Linked DNA regions of Mus musculus: region 1 is linked to region 2. A link is a contact called in public HiChIP or PLAC-seq data. All regions are on one chromosome and are shown on one strand. The core of a region is the stretch at or near the end of the contact, and the rest is flanking DNA. Distances in the headings are between cores, read along the strand shown.

Region 1 (2,700 bases), core at 62-2,561, 120 kb before region 2:
CAGTGTTGATGCAGCCTTGGGCACAGGGCGAGTTGGCAGCTGCACACTCATCCACATCTTCACAGGCCTCTTCCTTGGGGCCACTGGGTTGGTAACCAACCCAACATTCACAGTGGAAGCTCCCTAGAGTGTTGACACAATCCTGGGCACAGGGGGAGTCCTGGCACTCATCTATATCCACACAGTGCACTTGGCTAGAGTCCAGCTGGTAGCCGCTGGGACAACGGCAAGTGTAGTTTTCACTGAGTGGTACAGAATGGCACATGCCACCTCCTGTGCATGGGTTTGAGCTGCAGGGGTTCCTGGAGGCACAAGTTACTAGATCATCCAGCAGTCGAAATCCAGGCCGGCAGCCGCAGCGGAAGGAGCCATCGCCACCTTCGAAGCAATCCTGCTGGCAGCCCCCGTTGTTGAAACTGCAACCAAACTTGGGGCTGACACAGAGTGGGCCTGAGCTGCCCCAGTGAAATATTCCTGGAGTCTTTTCATTGCATAGGAAATAGTGGGTTTCACTCTTAGCTTCATCCCCACAAGCTACATTGGCTACAGAGGCAAAAGGCACAGCCTCCAGAGAGGAGGTAGTGGCCTGGAAAGGGGTGGTATAGGTCACCCGCCCTGGACCACCCAGCGCCAGTGGCCTACACATGCCTTTGAAGTTGAACTTGCACAGGAAACCTTCAATGCTGTTACCTGGAGCTTCGGGGGTCCCACAGGGACTCTCATGCCACTTGGGCAGATGGCTGGGGTGAGGTGTCAAGGACAGGTCCAGTATGAGGGACACACAGCGTTTAAAGATACAGGAGCTCTTGCTGGCTTTGTACCAGTTTGAATAAGCTGTGTCCTCTCCACCACCCACCCAGCTGAAGCCCCTCATTGGCAAATCATGGTACGTACAGTTGCCCTTCTCTCGCTGGAGCCCGATCCAGAATTTGCCCATCTTTGCTTCCAAGGGTGCCTTGGTCTTCAGGAGCTGAGTCAGGGCTTGCTGAACATGCCGGGCCTCCTCCTCACTCTTCACGGTGGCAAGATTGCCTCCATTCTCATTGCAGCGATGCTGGGCTTCAGCGGCACTCAGCTTGCCCCAATGGGCTGTATAGCAGGCAGTCCCCTCGCACACCACAGCCTGTGAATCAGCAGCAGCCCCTGCCCAGGGCTGGCCAAGGAGCCCCAGCAGCAGGAACAAACCAGTTGAGATGGCCATTCTTCTGTGTCTCCTTCTGGGAGGGGCTAGACTCCCCTGCGGTGACAGCAGCAGCCGGTGGAACCTGGACCTTGACACCAGGCTGTGCTCTGAAGGGAGCAGAGGCGCACTGCTGCTTTCACACTACCACAGCTCTGGCATTGAGAAGGTTACAAAGACTCGCTTTTCACGTCCTCCTGACCCAGGGCGCATCCTGTGCTCTCCTACTTCTTATTTCTCACCGGATGCTGGGGTTTCCTGCCATGAATAGCCTTCTGACTCCTGTTGCCTTCATCACGGTTTTGTTGTTCAGAGGGCAGTCTCTGGCTCAGAGCTGTGGAAACACAGAGGATCCAAGAGATATGGCTGCTTTATTTTGAGTCCGTTCACTTTCCCATACCACAAAGAGCCCCAGTGGCATGCTGTCCAGTGAGCAGAGACTTTGGGGGGTGGGAGGGTAGAGACTTGAAAAGTATCATCCAAGTAACCCATGATAAAATTCCACTTCAGATTGCAAACCACCAGAAGGGAAAGAAAAATATGTGACGCTTGAGACACAAGGGCATGGAAAGATTATAGTTTTCGGCCTTTTTTAGAAGCAAACTGGATCTGCTTTTTTTTCCTATCTTGTACCCTGTCTCTGTTTTTGGAGTCGTTTTTTTCTTTTATTCTTCCCATCATGAACTTTAAATAGACAGGAAGCTTTTAAATAGGATTTTGGCTGTGGGAATTTCTGGGTTTCCAACAATGTCAATCTCCATGAGAATATATATATTTTTTAAAAAGGTGAAAATAGTTTTCAGGGTTTCCTAGTGCACTATAAATGAAGTGTCAGGGTCCCCAAAAGATCAGAAAGATGGGAAAATGAACCTGGCCTGCCTTGTCATATTCCCTAACCCAAGGCTTAGGCGGAGTTCAAAGGCACAGGAGCACAATCAGAGGCTGCAGCTCAAAATCACGATGTAAGAATCAACACCCGGGCAGGCGTTACAGCTCACAGCACCTGGGCCAAGGCCTGTCTCAATCAAAGCTAGCCACTGGAAGGTGGAAACTACGTTTAACTGCCCCTGTCCCCAACCACCACCATATTCTACTTGACCCCAGCTAGACTCAGAGTCTAACACTTTGGAGAAAGTGTTAGATTAAGAGATAAAGGAAAGTAGTAACAGAATGAGGCCACACAAGTGTGCTAATGAGCCCAGCCTCCTAAGATAGGTTAAAAGCCACTTCACAGAGTCATCCCAGTGGAGGCAGGATCCAGCTGAGGCAGGATTCTGGGCAGATCTTGAGCACTCACTCCTCTATTGCTGGCAGCTGGCTACACTGTTCTCTCACTTGCTTTTGAGGTCACTTTGCAATTTCTAGTCTTGGCCTGCCAGATCATATGCCCCTTCCAGAGGCAGGGCTTGACACGGGCAAATGTCCTGATAGATTTTTTGGGGTGGGGTGGGGGGGTGTTTTGTTTTGTTTTGTTTTCTTTATTAGATGCAATTTCTTCTTCCCAAGATGCCCACGGTTGT
Region 2 (2,700 bases), core at 153-2,652:
TACTTGGAATCCATAGAAGTGAATATGAAGGTTTGAATGGAATTCTGTAACTTCTATAATAAAAATGTCATTGCTATACTTATAGATATTGAGTTAAATCTATTACATTGGGAGGAATTGACATCTTAATATTAACACCCATTCATGAATAGAAGGTTTTCTTTTGACCCAAGAATGGAGACTTTTCCATTATTTGTTCTCAATTTCTCTTTTTGTGTGTATTTATGTATATGTCTTTGAGTGTGTGTGTTAGTGTGTAGAGTAAGTCCATGCACATTGGTGCATGTGGAGGCCTGAACACAATCTTAAGATATCTGTATACACAAGAGGAGAGGGAAATATATAAATTACTATAGCCAAGCAGCAGAAACAAAGGACATGGGTAAATATTTCCCCCAAAACATTTACTAATTCAACAAAGAGGTCTAACCCTGTAGGGATGAATCTTTACTCTAGGCAGACCCATAGCCCCGTTCATTCATGTCCTTTCAGGGGCTTCTTTCCTGAGTCTTTGGCATTTTTTTCCTAATGTATAAACTCAGAAGAAACTCTGGATATTAAGGAGACCCTGTGCATATCTTTGGAAGTGCTTTCTCTATCTATGCAGATTTCTTCTTTTGGGAGTTCTGCCCTATACATTTTAGCCATCTGGCTTTCCTTGAACTCTCAGTTCAATCATTTAATTTGGAGGCTCAAGGAAGCTCTAGTCAGGACTCCCTTCCCCTTGTTCTGTGACCTGGAAACTCTCAAGGCAGAAGCATCATGGTCATTTCTTTCCTGTCCCTCGGGCTTTCTTATCCTCCCTTGCCGGCTCTCTGCTATATCTATTCTCTCTCTCTCCCTCCTCCCTCCTCCCTCCTCCCTCCTCCCTCCTCCCTCCTCCCCCCTCCTTCCTCTTCCCTCTCCCCTCCTCCCTCTCCCCTCTCTCTCCCCTCTCTCTCCCCTCTCTCTCCCCCTTCCTCTCTCCCCTCTCTCCCCCCCTCTCTTTTTCTTAAGATAGGATGTCATGGCCCTAACTGGCTTGAAATTTGCTATGTAGACCAGACTGGCCTCAAGTACACAAAGATCCATACACACAGCAAAGAGATTAAAGTCATACACTATCTCCCTCAACTTATCTGCTATCTGGAAAACCATTATTTATGTGTGCTTCTGTTAATTAATTTGCTTTGTTGTTTGTTGCTTGTTTTTAGGCTAAAATTGTCCCATTTGCCCAAAATTCAGCCCATCAGTCTATCTTATGAGTAAAAACAGTCTTTTCTAGGAAAATGATATCTTAAAAGAGGTGTGATCCCAAGCATGTAGCTGGATCACCCTATGAGAGGCCATTATATCACCCAGGGTACCCTCTTACATTGCCACATGAAAAACAATACCTCTTAATGCCAGTAGGAGGCAGTGCAATGCTCAGAAACCATGGTGAATGGATCACCCACACCTGTCCTCTCATAGAGGAAACTGCACAGCCTCATTGCCTCCTAAAATGAAGCAACCACTCAGTGTTATATTTTAGTGCTGAATGACAGGCACCAGCTAATCTTTGGAGACAACAGAATCTAGTCCTTTTTGCTTTTACAGAGGAAGAAATAAAATGTCAGTAAATGTCAAGGTCAACAGAAACTGGCATACCAGGAGATGAGACATTTCCATGGAGCCCTAGAGAGTGAAATGTGCCTGAATGGATGGTATAGGAGGCAAGAAAGTCAGAGAATTAGGAACAGAGAACCCCAGAATATTCTCCTGGAATGCCCATGCAAGCAGGTCATTTCCACACATTGAGAACATTTCATCTGAAAACTCACTGCTTTGATTCAAGTGTATCAATGTTCATATGAAGAAGCAAAATCTCCCCCAAAGCCTTGATTGAGGCCAGACAGAAAGTTCAGCACTGACCTGGGATCCCTGCCAAGAAAACCTGAGTCTTAGTGAGACCCTCTTGCATCTGAACCATTGAACATTCTGACAAGTGGGATAGAGATGCAAGGGAAGAGACTCTGGACTTCTGAGGTGACAAGACCATTTGATGTGATTAGAGACAGACATCTCAACAATGGTATTAGGACACCTGTATGTTCAAATGCAAAAGAATAAAGTTCAACCTTCATATGACACAAGACAATCCAGAGCACAATTTTGTCATGAAGTGCCAAGGAGTAAATGGGTGCATTATATATCTCTTTGATTGGTATATTGGAGTAAGGTGGCCAGCCCTAGCTTGTTGGGACTGATAGAGTCCAGGCTTGGATTCTATAACCACTCTAGTAACATCCACGGGCATAAGAATAGAAGAGAGAGGTCTGAGGTTCCTCGCAAAGCTTCTGGAATGCACGAAGCACCTTTTCCACTTCTTCTTTTCAGCCAAGAACTTTAATAACTTTGACAGTGCAGAGTCCAAAGGACAGGAGCCATGTGATTCCAGGTCACTCTGCAATTAACTCAGAAACCCATGGGAAGATGTTTGTTCTTGTGAATATACACTATTTCTGCAGTCCCAGGACTCAGCCCCAAGGTCGAAGTAAGCCCCTGATTGCATGGCTACTGATGAACAGATTAATATTTTACTTTGTTTGTATTTGTTGGCAAGAAACCTGCAGCCATGTAGCTCCCAACTGGACTGCAGGGAAACACAACAATGATCTGTTCATTTCTTTTTAATTCATAATCTATGTCAAATCTGCTTACTTTAATTTCTATAGACTT

The links. HiChIP or PLAC-seq counts read pairs in DNA pulled down with a chosen protein or histone mark.
Region 1: a contact with region 2 is called in an H3K4me3 HiChIP or PLAC-seq map of pro-B cells, with 2.8 times the contacts expected there. The contact joins the promoter of Cd93 here to the enhancer-like site in region 2. A contact is called at or near these places in 3 of 39 promoter capture datasets (embryonic stem cells, hematopoietic stem and progenitor cells and macrophages), 1 of 15 datasets of contacts at CTCF or cohesin (large pre-B cells), 2 of 484 Hi-C or Micro-C datasets (bone marrow-derived macrophages and nephron progenitors), 6 of 115 datasets of contacts at active chromatin or transcription factors (the 230-238 cell line, the HPC-7 cell line, bone marrow-derived macrophages and 2 more) and 5 of 9 other capture datasets (adipose tissue, bone marrow-derived macrophages, liver and 2 more).

The regions. Positions count from the first base shown.
Region 1 is chr2:148,442,224-148,444,923 of GRCm38.p6, forward strand. It overlaps Cd93 (CD93 antigen), which reads right to left and starts at 1,312. Exons shown (of 2, transcript NM_010740.3): 1 at 1-1,312. The coding sequence starts at 1,201.
Region 2 is chr2:148,557,164-148,559,863 of GRCm38.p6, forward strand. All of the region lies in intron 1 of Gm46770 (a long non-coding RNA gene), which reads right to left. Among named protein-coding and RNA genes, the nearest start is that of Gm46770, 3.6 kb to the right of the region's middle. Within about 2 kb of position 1,403, at least 3 of the 459 cell types and tissues checked have an H3K27ac peak or open chromatin away from gene starts, as enhancers often do. A contact at or near this core is called in pro-B cells, where this site is marked.